Linked DNA regions of Mus musculus: all the other regions are linked to region 1. Evidence: chromatin contacts called from public HiCAR-type and promoter capture Hi-C data. All regions are on one chromosome and are shown on one strand. The core of a region is the stretch at or near the end of the contact, and the rest is flanking DNA. Distances in the headings are between cores, read along the strand shown.

Region 1 (2,700 bases), core at 155-2,654:
AGGTCATCTCAGAAATAAAGAAGTATTGCTGTTTGGATGGATGCTCAGCTCCCAGTTACAGAGTGTGGAGGGTTCTGATAAATCCTCCAGACGAAGGGCGTGGAAATAGGGGTCAGAGCTCACATTCTGGTTCATTTACTGATAACTAATCTGCCAATAGATTAGGGGAGAATGTCTGCTATGACCCCCTGGGGTGGCATCCTGGGAGAGGACCTGTGGGCAGCTGCCTGGGGGTGCCATGGGAACCCAGGACTGGATTCTAGCCAGTCTGCAGGGAGGGGTCCTTGGCCAGAGCAGGAGTAACAGTAGGCAGAGCTGCCCAGCTCTAGGGTGGACACACAGGGATGAGAGCATGAGGGTTCTGGGGCCAGGGCTTTCCCTGCTCAGCTATCTGGGAAAGATAAGGGTGATGAGTAAGCCAGTGAAAGGTGTTCGTAACCCACGAGCCATTCCCCCCCCCACCCCCCCCATGAGCAGTTTTAAGTTCTTCAAGCCACATACAGCCAGACTGGGCAGAAGCACTGAGCCAGGTCCCCATGTATCTGGCTCCCATAGGCTTCATCAGACCTTGTGGAACTTGTCTGAAAGTGAGACAAGGTTCCCTGCCTTGTGAGGGTAGAGAGGCCATCAGTCACAGGGTGGTTGCTGTTACAGAAGTTCTGCCAGGCAGGACCTACAGCTTGCCAGCATGATGGGGTGACCAGGCTGATCCTCCAGGGACCAGCTGTCATTGTGACACTCCCCAGATGGAATGTGTCCCACATGATGGGCGTGCTGTGCTAGGACATCCATAGGTTGGAGTTCAGGCAGCCTTAGGGTAGGGCAGGCTCCCCTGCTTTGTATCCCCAGCTCTTCTCGCTATTCCGAGAGGCTGGGTAAGTTTCTTCCAAAACCTGTGTGTTCTTGGGGAAGTGTGGACATCGTTCCTGAGCAGGATGCAGGCAGCTGGTTAGTTTGATAAATACAGCAGCGTGTCCGTCTTTTCTAGGGTGCAATCCCTGGGTCTTTCATCATGTAAACTCTGCTCCATCCTTCACTGGAAGACCTGTTCACACGTATTTGTATTTGTCTTCCTGGAACTGTCAGGCTTTGTACCTGAGGATTTAGTGCTCTTTGCACAGGGTTCATTCAGCTCAGGGGGCCAGTTCACTGTGAAGACGCCCTAACACCTAGACCCCCACCGAAGTCAACCTTCTGAGCCCTTGAGCACAGCTTTATTGGAGGGAGAAGCGTGCTGGTAGACAGTCCTGAGCTCGGCATTGCTTCAAGGGGTCGAGCGTGCGACCCTTGCCTCGCCTGCTCCGCCCCAGCTGGGCTCCCACGCCCTCTGGGACCGCCCGGCGCCCCCGCCTGACCACGCCTCTTCGGATCTCCCGCCCCCTGGCCGCCGGGGAAGGGGAGTGTTCGGGGCGTGGCGGGAGCACCCCCCAACCCCCGCCCGGGCTGCTGCGCGCCGGGCAGCCCCAGTTCAGTGCACTGTGGCAGCGGGGGTGGCGGGAGCAGCTGGCGCCGTGCGATCCACTCCGGCGGGGGGACTCAGTGGTGGGCGGCCGGCCACTGGGACAGAGGAGACCCTGGAAAAGCGGGCCGAGAGACGGAGCCGCGCGTGGTGAGTTGGGCTCTAGCGGCCGCCAGGTTAGTGTGAAGGACTCGGCTGGCACTCGGAGGTTCCGGGCGGGCTCAGAAGCAGTCAGGGGGTGAGATATGCGGGAAGTGGAGCGGTTCGTAAGTGCGGCGAGGCCGGGGCAAGGCGCGGGCTTCCCGCTCTGGAAAGTTTGCGGCTACTGCCTCCGTCCTGGGAGGGCTCTGCGGCAACCAGGGAGGGAAGGAGGAGGGAGGAACCGCGGCTGGGAGGAGGCGGCCGGCGCCAGGCAGCCCGGGAGAGAGCTAGGAGTCGGCGGGCGGGGCGGCCGGGGGTCGGGGTTCAGGAGCGAGGCCGCGCTTCCCCGCTGCCCTCCGGAGTAACTCAGTGCTCTCCTCCTGTAGTCTCCACAGAGGCGTTCTCCCACCGGCGCCGGAGCCGGGCGTGGGGGGTTGCAGCATGCCCGCGCGCGCTGCTTGAGGACGCCGCGGCCCCCGCTCTGGAGCCATGGTAGTCCCGGCCTGCGTGCTAGTGTTCTGCGTGGCGGTCGTGGCTGGAGCTACTTCCGAGCCTCCTGGTCCAGAGCAGCGAGTTGTGCGGAGAGCGGCAGGTAAGGACTGACCCAAGGTGTTCTTCTGGGGGCCGGCCCTGAATCACAGGGGCTTTGGCAATGGTGAACAGCCCTTGGGTGAGGAAGGGGCGTCGGGTTGATTAGCACCACAGGGGCTAGTGCGCCGAGGTTTGTCCCCTGCCCCGCAGATCGCTGTCAGCTCGGACGCGGCAGTTTATAGGGGTGTCTGTAGGCTGGGAGCCACCACCCAAGTGCGAGGCGTCACGTGGACCGGTGCCCGTGACGGTGGTCCCAGGCAGAGGGGCGTTGGGAAGGCGCGCGAGCTGACTTCCCACGATTCCTATTGTTGCTTCTCGAATTTGAGAGGAGGAAAAATGCCTGTTATTGATTCAGCCGTTCTCCCGGAACAGTTCTTCCTCTGCTTCAGCTAAAGGAAGGCTGGACGTTGCGGGGTGGATAGTAGTATCCCAGCCAAAGCTCAGCTTCAGGGTTTCGCATGACAAGGTGACAGCTTCAGTGCGGCTGCTCCCCTCTTATCCTGTAGGCG
Region 2 (2,700 bases), core at 198-2,697, 2.4 Mb before region 1:
TTCCCCGCATGAAATTAGCCAAGTTAGGAAGAGGCATTCCATCTCCGAATGCAGGAGGGGGCCACGAGCAGAGGATGATGGAGATAATTATTGTTTTAACAACCTCTTGGAGACTGCGTCAGCTTTTAAGTCTCTTTTCCATTCATGATCTGATTTGATTCCATTCGCTTTCTCATTCACTCTTTCGTTTATTCAGCAAATATTTACTGATCATCTTCTATGTGCCTGGCATCATTATAAGAACTAGAAAGGATTAAAAAGAGGGCTGGGCATATAAGAGCAATTTAAAAGCAGATCTCTCTCTCTCTCCCCCCCCCCCCCCCCCCGTGGGTGTGAGTGTAACACATTCCTTTGAGAGAAATCGGTTAACCCACACCTCAGGTTTTCTACCCTTAAAGCATAGAAACATGAAACAATTGTTAGAATATCAATAGTGTCAAACACTGGACAAGGGTCTTTTTTTTTTTTTTTTTTTTTTTTTTTTTTCCAAGACAGGGTTTCTCTGTGTAGCCCTGGCTGTCCTGGAACTCACTCTGTAGACCAGACTGGCTTCAAACTCAGAAATCCACCTGCCTCTGTCTCCCGAGTGCTGGAATTAAAGGGGTGCATCACCACTGCCCGGCAACAAGAGTCTTTAAAAACCTTCTGTCACTGTATGAATAAGTATTATTCAACAACTTGTTAGTTGTTGCATTCATTCAGTAAACATGTAGACATGTTAGGTCCTTAAATTATTTCATATGTTAGCTGAGTATGAAATCTGTGTGATCCTAAATAGCCAACCACTTGTCTGAGGCTGTTTCCTCATCTAAAAACAATGCCAACAATGGCTTCTATGTATCTATGTGTCCATGTGTCCATGTATCCAATGATGTCTGCCATTTGGGAGAAAGTGGGTCAGGAGAAATAGAGACTGTGGTATTTAGGGCAATTTCTTGGTCCTCGTTGTTCTTAGCAGTATTTCTATTTCTGTGACATCTCCTCTGTGATATCCAGTTCAGTGTTCGCACACCTGGGGTCCAGAAGCGTCTATTGCTTTTCTTTCAGAGAGGAGCAGATAAAATGAGCCAGTGGGGCAGGGAAGGACTGCATGCTGACATGTGATCAAGCCATGACCTGAGTCCTCTGACTTCTACTGACCCTGATCTCTGGCCTTTGGAGGCATTTGGGCCACAGATTTGTTCAGGGATTCTTTCTGACCTGGGTGTTCTGCAAGGGCAAAAGCAAAGAACGTCTGGTCCTCTTCTCCAAGGGCAGAGGCTGGCAAGCCAGAGTATACGCAAAGAGGACCCTCAGGAGCTCCTGTGAGGGCTGGAAGCCCCGGCGACAGGAACGGGTGTTGAAGAGAGGGGCGTAGGGGGTGGTGTTTTGAGAGGCAGGGTTCTTAGGTTAATCATCTCCATGGCTCAGATAAGACCCTGCCAACTGGAAGCAAATTATTGGGGCCAGAACAGATTGCGTGAGTGCAGAGGCAGGCGGGTTGGAGAGTCTGCAGTGTGGGACCATGCCAAGCACCAAGCGGTATCAGCATGTGATCGAGACCCCTGAGCCTGGGGAATGGGAGGTAAGGTTCTTTCTCCATTTCAGCCTTCTCTTCTGATTCCTAAAATACTGTTAAGTTTGGACTGGCCTCAGCTCTGGACTTCTACTCCCTCTTCTATTTTTTTTTTTTTTTCTTTTGCTACACGGTCTAGCCCAGGCTGGCCTCAAACTTGCTATGTATCTGAGGATAGCCTTGAACTCCTGATCCCTTTGTTGCAGCTTCACTTTCCAAATGCCTGAATTGCAGGCACACTTACCATGATAGGCACCTTTCCCCTTACCTTTCCTTATGATCTTCCTTTCCTAATAGGCTCAGAACATCACATGAAGACTAAGTTTTTAGTATGTGAATGGTGTGTGCCTTATGTGTGCATGTATGTGCACAAGTCGGTGTGTGTGAAGTATGTGAATCTAAGCCAAACACTGGGCCTCCTGCCACTCCCACCTCCAGTCCAGCAGGCATAAGGCAGACTTTGGCTTTCTGTCCCTACCCTTGTGTGTCTCTAGTTGTCAGGGTATGAAGCAGCTGTGCCAATCACAGAGAAGTCCAACCCACTGACCCGGAACTTGGACAAAGCAGATGCAGAGAAAATTGTTCAACTGCTGGGGCAGTGTGATGCTGAGATATTCCAGGAGGAGGGGCAAATCATGCCCACCTACCAGGTGACCCACAGTCAAATCTCAGACACTGCAAATAAAGATGTCAAGTCGGCCACACTTCCACCTCTACCCTCCTGATACAGGAAATCCTGATCCCTCTCCTTCAATCTCAATCCATCATCTTCCATTTCTTCCTCCCCTCCCCATTCCCATTTTTAAAATTTATTTATCTGTTTTGTGATGTGGAAGGATTTGTTCCATGAGGAAATGTGTGGAAGTCAGAGGACAACTTTTGGGAATCAGTCTGTCCTTTCACCATGTGGGTCCCTGGGATTAAACTCAGATCATCAGACTTGGCCACAATCCTCTTAACTCACTGAGTCATCTCACTGCCTTTCTCTCACCTCTACCCCCCCACCCCATTTCTCCATCCTGATTCCTGTCCACTCTCTACAGCGACTGTACAGTGAGTCAGTTCTGACCACCATGTTGCAAGTGGCTGGCAAGGTCCAGGAAGTGCTGAAGGTACAAATTCCCCACCTGCTTCTCATCCATCCA
Region 3 (2,700 bases), core at 6-2,505, 2.8 Mb before region 1:
TACAGCTTTTCACTTGTAATTACAAAGACCTCTATTCTTTCCATGCACTCACACCACAGTTAGGCAAAGAGAGAGTGGGGGAGGGGAGGAGACATCCACACCACACGGATCTTTACTGGGACAGACTCCAGCACACACTCTGCAGCAACTGCTGGAGATGCAGCAGGGGATTCCTACAGTGTACAGTTAGTGGAATAGCAGGGAAAGGACGGGTGGGCCACTCCACAGCCAGGAGTGCTGTACCCACTCTCCGAGAGACCTTCCTTGTCCCAGCCAGCGTCTCCCCTCCTGACTGTCATCCTTGTCTCCAGGTGTATTCACTGCACCACTGGCTGGACGCTATTTGCTGAGCGCTGTACTTACTGGGCACCGGCATGAGAAAGTGGAAGCAGTATTGTCACGCTCCAACCTGGGCGTGGCCCGCATAGACTCGGGAGGCTATGAACCCGAGGGACTGGAGAATAAGCCTGTGGCCGAAAGTCAGCCCAGCCCAGGCGCTCTGGGCGTCTTCAGCCTCATTCTGCCACTGCAGGTCGGAGACACTGTCTGCATCGACCTGGTCATGGGGCAGCTGGCACACTCCGAGGAGCCGCTCACCATCTTCAGCGGAGCCCTGCTCTACGAGGACACAGAGCTTGAACAGGTGTAGACAGGGTGGACCCGACCACCAAACTTATCTACAGGGGCCGCAGAGCCACCTGGATGGTGGCTACCCACCAAGGCAAGGGCAAGTCTGGCGACCACGTCCCGCTGCGGTTCAGGCATCCAAATCGGTCACTCCGTACGTTGTGACTGCGTGGTCTATGGGACCGAGGCATCTCCTCTTGACCTTTGGCCTCATTGCCGTCCCCACCAGAGCCCTCTCCGGGACCCAAGCTGCGGAAGAGGAACCTACCCTCCAGGGCTCTCCCCAGTCCACACCACCGTACTAAACTATTCAGGAATAAAGACACTTTTTTTTTTTCTACAAAACATAGCTATTCTGCTCTAGTACATGTTTGGGGGTAGTTAAGGGACAGGACAGGAGGAAACAGAGTTCTACGGAGGGAACCTAGGCTGGTGATCTTTGGGTGTGCTCCCTACTAAGGGCACCTGCGGACTCAGGGTCACGGCCACCGGTCCCCACAGCGGCCGCTAGGGGGCGCTAGGCCAGAACCACTGCGAAGGCTGGCAGCGTTCCCCGTCACGTGACACCGTTAATCTGGCGCGGGGGGGGGGGGCGGGGCCTCGGCCGGGTGGGCCACCTTGGCGGGGCGAGGGAGAGAACGCTTGCTTCTGTGCTCCGCCTGCGAAGGCGAAGTTTCTGTTGCCAGACTGTGCTAGTCCGGGTGGTCCAGGGTCTGCAGCAGGCGCAGAGGGATCGGAAAGGCGATGCATTACTAGTGCGCTTTCGCTTTGACAGCTGAGGCGGAAAAGTGAGAGGGCCTGCCATTGGCCGGGCTAGGTAACCCACCCTTGCAAAGCAGAAAGCTCCCTGCGGGAGGAGTTCTGCACGCAGAGGAGGAGCCAAGGTAGCCAGTGAGAAGTTGGGACACGGTCCTCCAGTAGATAAGAGGCAGAGCCCAGCAGGAACCCCCTCTGCTTGCGGGTAGGAAGCTTGGGGAGCAGCCTCATGGAAGAGAAGCAGATCCTGTGCGTGGGGCTGGTGGTGCTGGACATCATCAATGTGGTGGACAAATACCCAGAGGAAGACACGGATCGCAGGTAGGGGCGCCCAAGCCCCTCGGAGATCCCAGGGCCGCTGTGGTCCTGTCTTTTTGCGTGTCACTGCTAATCGGCTGCTAAACCAGGGATAGCCCTCTGTCTCCATGTGGTGAGGCCTGAGTTCAGCTTGGCGTTCTCTGTCCCGGGTCCCTAAGGGGTACTCTGTGAGAATGAAGACATGAGACTGGAGACCTTTAAAACCAAGACCCAGGGGGTGTGTTGTTTTGTTTTCGGAGTCTTGCTTTGTAGCCCAAGCTGGCCTAAACTCCTTTAGCCTCCAGAATTAACAAGAGTGCAAACGTATGCCTGAATCAAAACCCAGGCTTTCACTAGTGTGTTGTTGGCTGTTTACCATTTCAATCTGCCGATCATCAAAATCCTCAGTTTACAGAGAGGGCTGTAATGATTTTTTTCCCTCCTGAGCCCTCACACACCTGATAAGGTGCCAGACAAATTTTCCTCACCCCAAACCCCCAGGTCTCCCAACTCCTAGCCTATGCACTTCTAATTTACCGCTTACAGCTAAAATAAAACACCAGGTCGCTAGCAGTGAGTGGTATGTGATGTTAAACTACTCACATTTAAAAGCCTGGCCCTGGCGTTTGAGCCTTGCCTAGCTCAAGGACTGGCCGGCAGTGTAAGCAAAGCTGGAGGCTCTCTGGGTCAGACAGGGAGAAACTTGGCTCCTGAGCCACAGCAGGCTTTCTCCTGGAGCTAAGTGCCAAGAGGGGTCTTTACAAAGGTGGGTAAACATCTTAGTGGATGTTCTCAGAACATTCTCAATTGTCTGGTAGAAGTTAAAGTGTCCTTTGATGGCTCTTATCTTTGCTCTTGATAAAGGCCACTCCAATGTGCTGCTGTGCCGTGAAGGCATTCTGTGGGGTGGCGCACCGGCTTTCTCTTGGCGTGGTCTAGCACCCTGAACAATGAATGTTGTATCTTGGATATTAGTTAAAAGGAAGTTCAAGGTTGACCCCTGGCAAGACACTAGCACGC
Region 4 (2,700 bases), core at 180-2,679, 2.6 Mb before region 1:
CCCCCCCCCAGGCTCAGGCCTGCACTGACCCGACTCTGATCCAGAGCGCACACCCGAAGCGGGAGCCAAGGGATGCTGAGGATCTGCGCAGAGACCACCGCGCCACCAAGCTCGGCTTCCCGCCCCCGGGAAGGTTCTCAATAAAGGACTCAAGTGTCCCACGTCCTCGGCTCCTTTTGCTGTCCACTCCTAGGCTCAGCTATAGAAGCAACCTCGCCATCGCTCTACCCTTTCTCAACCCCAGACCATCTGAAGGGGCGGAGGCGAAATAGTCCCTCGTGGCCATTCCCTTTACACTAGAGGTTGCCTCCTAAGCCGGAGACCCTGAAAGGGTATCAGACCTCCGAGTTCCGGGATCTGGCGGGTTGGGGGAAGGGCTCCCAGGAATTTAATAGGCTTCCTCTCCCATCTCATTTAGCATGCTTGTCTCTCCTACCGGCCTGGAGAGCTCCACTTTCCCAAAAGTTCTTACCCTAACTGTAGTTGCCGGTGCCCTCTCACCACTATGACAGAAGATAGAGGCTAAGCTCTTGGGCAGTTTTATTAAAAAATAACCACTCAGAGTATTCAGGGTGACTCTGGGCGGCGCTGCACCGCGGGACTGAGACAGCTCCGGTTGTGCGCGTTCCAGCCCCGGGGTAGGTAAGGGAAAGGGTCAAGGCTTTCGTGACCCCATACGGGGCCGATCACTTGCCCACCGAATCGAATATGATGCGGTTCTGCTCTGCGCGCTCGCGCTGGCTCTGTGTCCGAGCTAGCTCCAGCAGGGTCCGCAGCAGGTGGAAGGTGAGGTCGATGGACAGTGGAGGGTCGTCCCGTCGCTGCCGCTCGCCCGCAGGCTCAGATCCTGCGCGGCGCGGGAAGCGCTCCGCTAACAGCAAGAGGAGCGCGCGGACGCCGCCGCCCTGATTCCGCACTCCAGGGCTCCATCGCAGATTCGGATCCTGGACCCCAGTTGCCGCCGCAGCCGCTGGGCTCCACTGGCTGCTCTCCGGGCGAAGCTGTGCCAAGAGCAGCAACGCCACCAGGAGCGTAGCGCGTCCCCTCTGTATCATGGTGCCGCCTGCCCTGGACACACAGGGGCAGCATAGGGTGAGGTGCACTTGGAGCAGCCGCAGGTAACACGAGCCCCTTGGCGCGCACGCCCAGTGCCCCTGCCGAGACCCTCCAGCTGTTGCCTGGTGTCCACATCCTGCCCACCAGCCCTAGGCGCTGTGCCAGTCCAGTTCCACCCCTCTCTCCCTCCTTCCCTCCCGGCAGGTCACAGTGGGTGGGCTGAGTGCAGAGTCTTGGTGGTAAGGGAGTCTGGATCGTTGCTTCAAGCCACTCACAGGTTATCGGAGTGTCTGCCCAGTGCAAGATGGAGCTCCACTCTGTCCCCGGGGACGGGCTGAAGACGCCTTGGGGAGCACGGGGTCTGTCCCGGGACCGCCGCCAGCCTTATATAGCACCAGGACAGCTCCGACTGACGTCAGCGAAGAACATGAACTGATTGTAGAAACAATGACACCGGCAGCTTTGAGTCCAGCAGCTTCGAGCCCCCAGAGGGGTGCGTATCCTGACTTTGTGTCCCTGGAGCTATCTTTGGAAGCACCCTGGCTGTAGAGGGAGAAGCTGGCAGAGCCATAAAGATAGATCTTCCGGATGCAGAGTCCTTCCCCGACACAGAACCACCAATGTCTCCAGAGCAGGAATAGTCAGGGGTTGTTTCTCTTCTCAAGTAGAGAGGGAGGACTGTGGAGCTGTCCGTGGTTCCGAACTTCTTCACAGCCACAATCTGGACAGAAGTTCTGGGGAGAAGCCTGGGCTGCTTAGACACGGTCCCTAGGCCGGCTACTGGGTCCTCAAATTGAGATCAGAAATGCTCTGCTGGCAGGGGCTCAGACAACACAGTCCCACCCAAAGGCTCTCCAATACAGTGGGTCTGACCCATTCTACTGACCATTGTACAGCAGTACAAACTAAAATCTACAGGTGTCAGAATGGCATAAAAGGGTGTTTGGCTTTCAGAACTTAACGTACCTCCTGAGTTTGGCAAAGTCAGCTTTTTCCTAGGAAACACAGAAACAGTACTATTATACCTTTTTACCTTCTAGGTCAGGAGCTGGGGTGGTGCTGGTGCACTCCTTTAATCATAGCACCCAGGAGACAGAGGCAGGCAGATCTCTGAGTTTGAGGCCAGACTGGTCTACTGAGCTGGTTCCAAGACTACACAAAGAAACCCAGTTTTGAACACACACACACACACACACACACACACACACACACACACACACACACACAAACACACACACGAAAACGAAGAAATCACTAGGTAGAAGTGAGAAAACTTTGGCCCAAGTTCCTCCTCTGCCACCAGCTTGTGTAGTCAGGTCCCTCACTTCTGAAACCATTGGCGTCTGTCTTTGTAAATGAACAGCCTCTGCTTCTTTCCAGTTACAGACAGGTCTGTGCTCTTCTGAAGGGTCTTATTCATAGCCACTGCAGATCCCAGATAATAATGTATCTATTTCTGTGCCTATAAAGTCCCTGACAGGGTCTCGAAAGGCACTAGGACCTAGAAAAGTTAAGCGTGATAGCCACTCTAGTCTAGGGATGTTGCTTAGTTGTTAGAGCACGTGACTAGCATCCACAATGCTGAGTTCAAGTCTCAACTCTAGACAGGAAGTTGTATCTATACAGAGTGGGGACGTGTGCTAG

The links. Promoter capture Hi-C pulls out the DNA fragments that hold promoters and counts their contacts. HiCAR-type assays count read pairs that join an accessible place to other places.
Region 2: a promoter capture Hi-C map of liver shows a contact between it and region 1, with 4 times the contacts expected there. The contact joins the promoter of Gckr here to the promoter of Fgfr3 in region 1. A contact is called at or near these places in 2 of 39 promoter capture datasets (hippocampal neurons and liver) and 1 of 484 Hi-C or Micro-C datasets (liver).
Region 3: a HiCAR-type map of kidney shows a contact between it and region 1, with 4 times the contacts expected there. The contact joins the promoter of Khk here to the promoter of Fgfr3 in region 1. A contact is called at or near these places in 1 of 39 promoter capture datasets (liver) and 1 of 115 datasets of contacts at active chromatin or transcription factors (kidney).
Region 4: a HiCAR-type map of astrocytes shows a contact between it and region 1, with 4 times the contacts expected there. The contact joins the promoter of Ucn here to the promoter of Fgfr3 in region 1.

Annotation. Positions count from the first base shown.
Region 1 is chr5:33,720,320-33,723,019 of GRCm38.p6, forward strand. Fgfr3 (fibroblast growth factor receptor 3) reads left to right here and starts at 1,405. Exons shown (of 18, transcript NM_008010.5): 1 at 1,405-1,609; 2 at 1,987-2,192. The coding sequence starts at 2,090. RefSeq lists promoters at 1,250-2,090, 1,250-1,454 and enhancers at 1,610-1,986, 1,817-1,875.
Region 2 is chr5:31,296,116-31,298,815 of GRCm38.p6, forward strand. It overlaps Gckr (glucokinase regulatory protein), which reads left to right and starts at 1,448. Exons shown (of 19, transcript NM_001374741.1): 1 at 1,448-1,564; 2 at 2,050-2,205; 3 at 2,599-2,667. The coding sequence starts at 1,505.
Region 3 is chr5:30,920,304-30,923,003 of GRCm38.p6, forward strand. It overlaps Khk (ketohexokinase), which reads left to right and starts at 1,256. Exons shown (of 9, transcript NM_001310524.1): 1 at 1,256-1,704. The coding sequence starts at 1,613. It overlaps Emilin1 (elastin microfibril interfacer 1), which reads left to right. Exons shown (of 8, transcript NM_133918.2): 8 at 312-972. The coding sequence ends at 649.
Region 4 is chr5:31,137,466-31,140,165 of GRCm38.p6, forward strand. Ucn (urocortin) reads right to left here and starts at 1,430. Exons shown (of 2, transcript NM_021290.2): 1 at 1,332-1,430; 2 at 524-1,068. The coding sequence starts at 1,055. The coding sequence ends at 687. Trim54 (tripartite motif-containing 54) reads left to right here. Exons shown (of 9, transcript NM_021447.2): 9 at 12-161. The coding sequence ends at 28.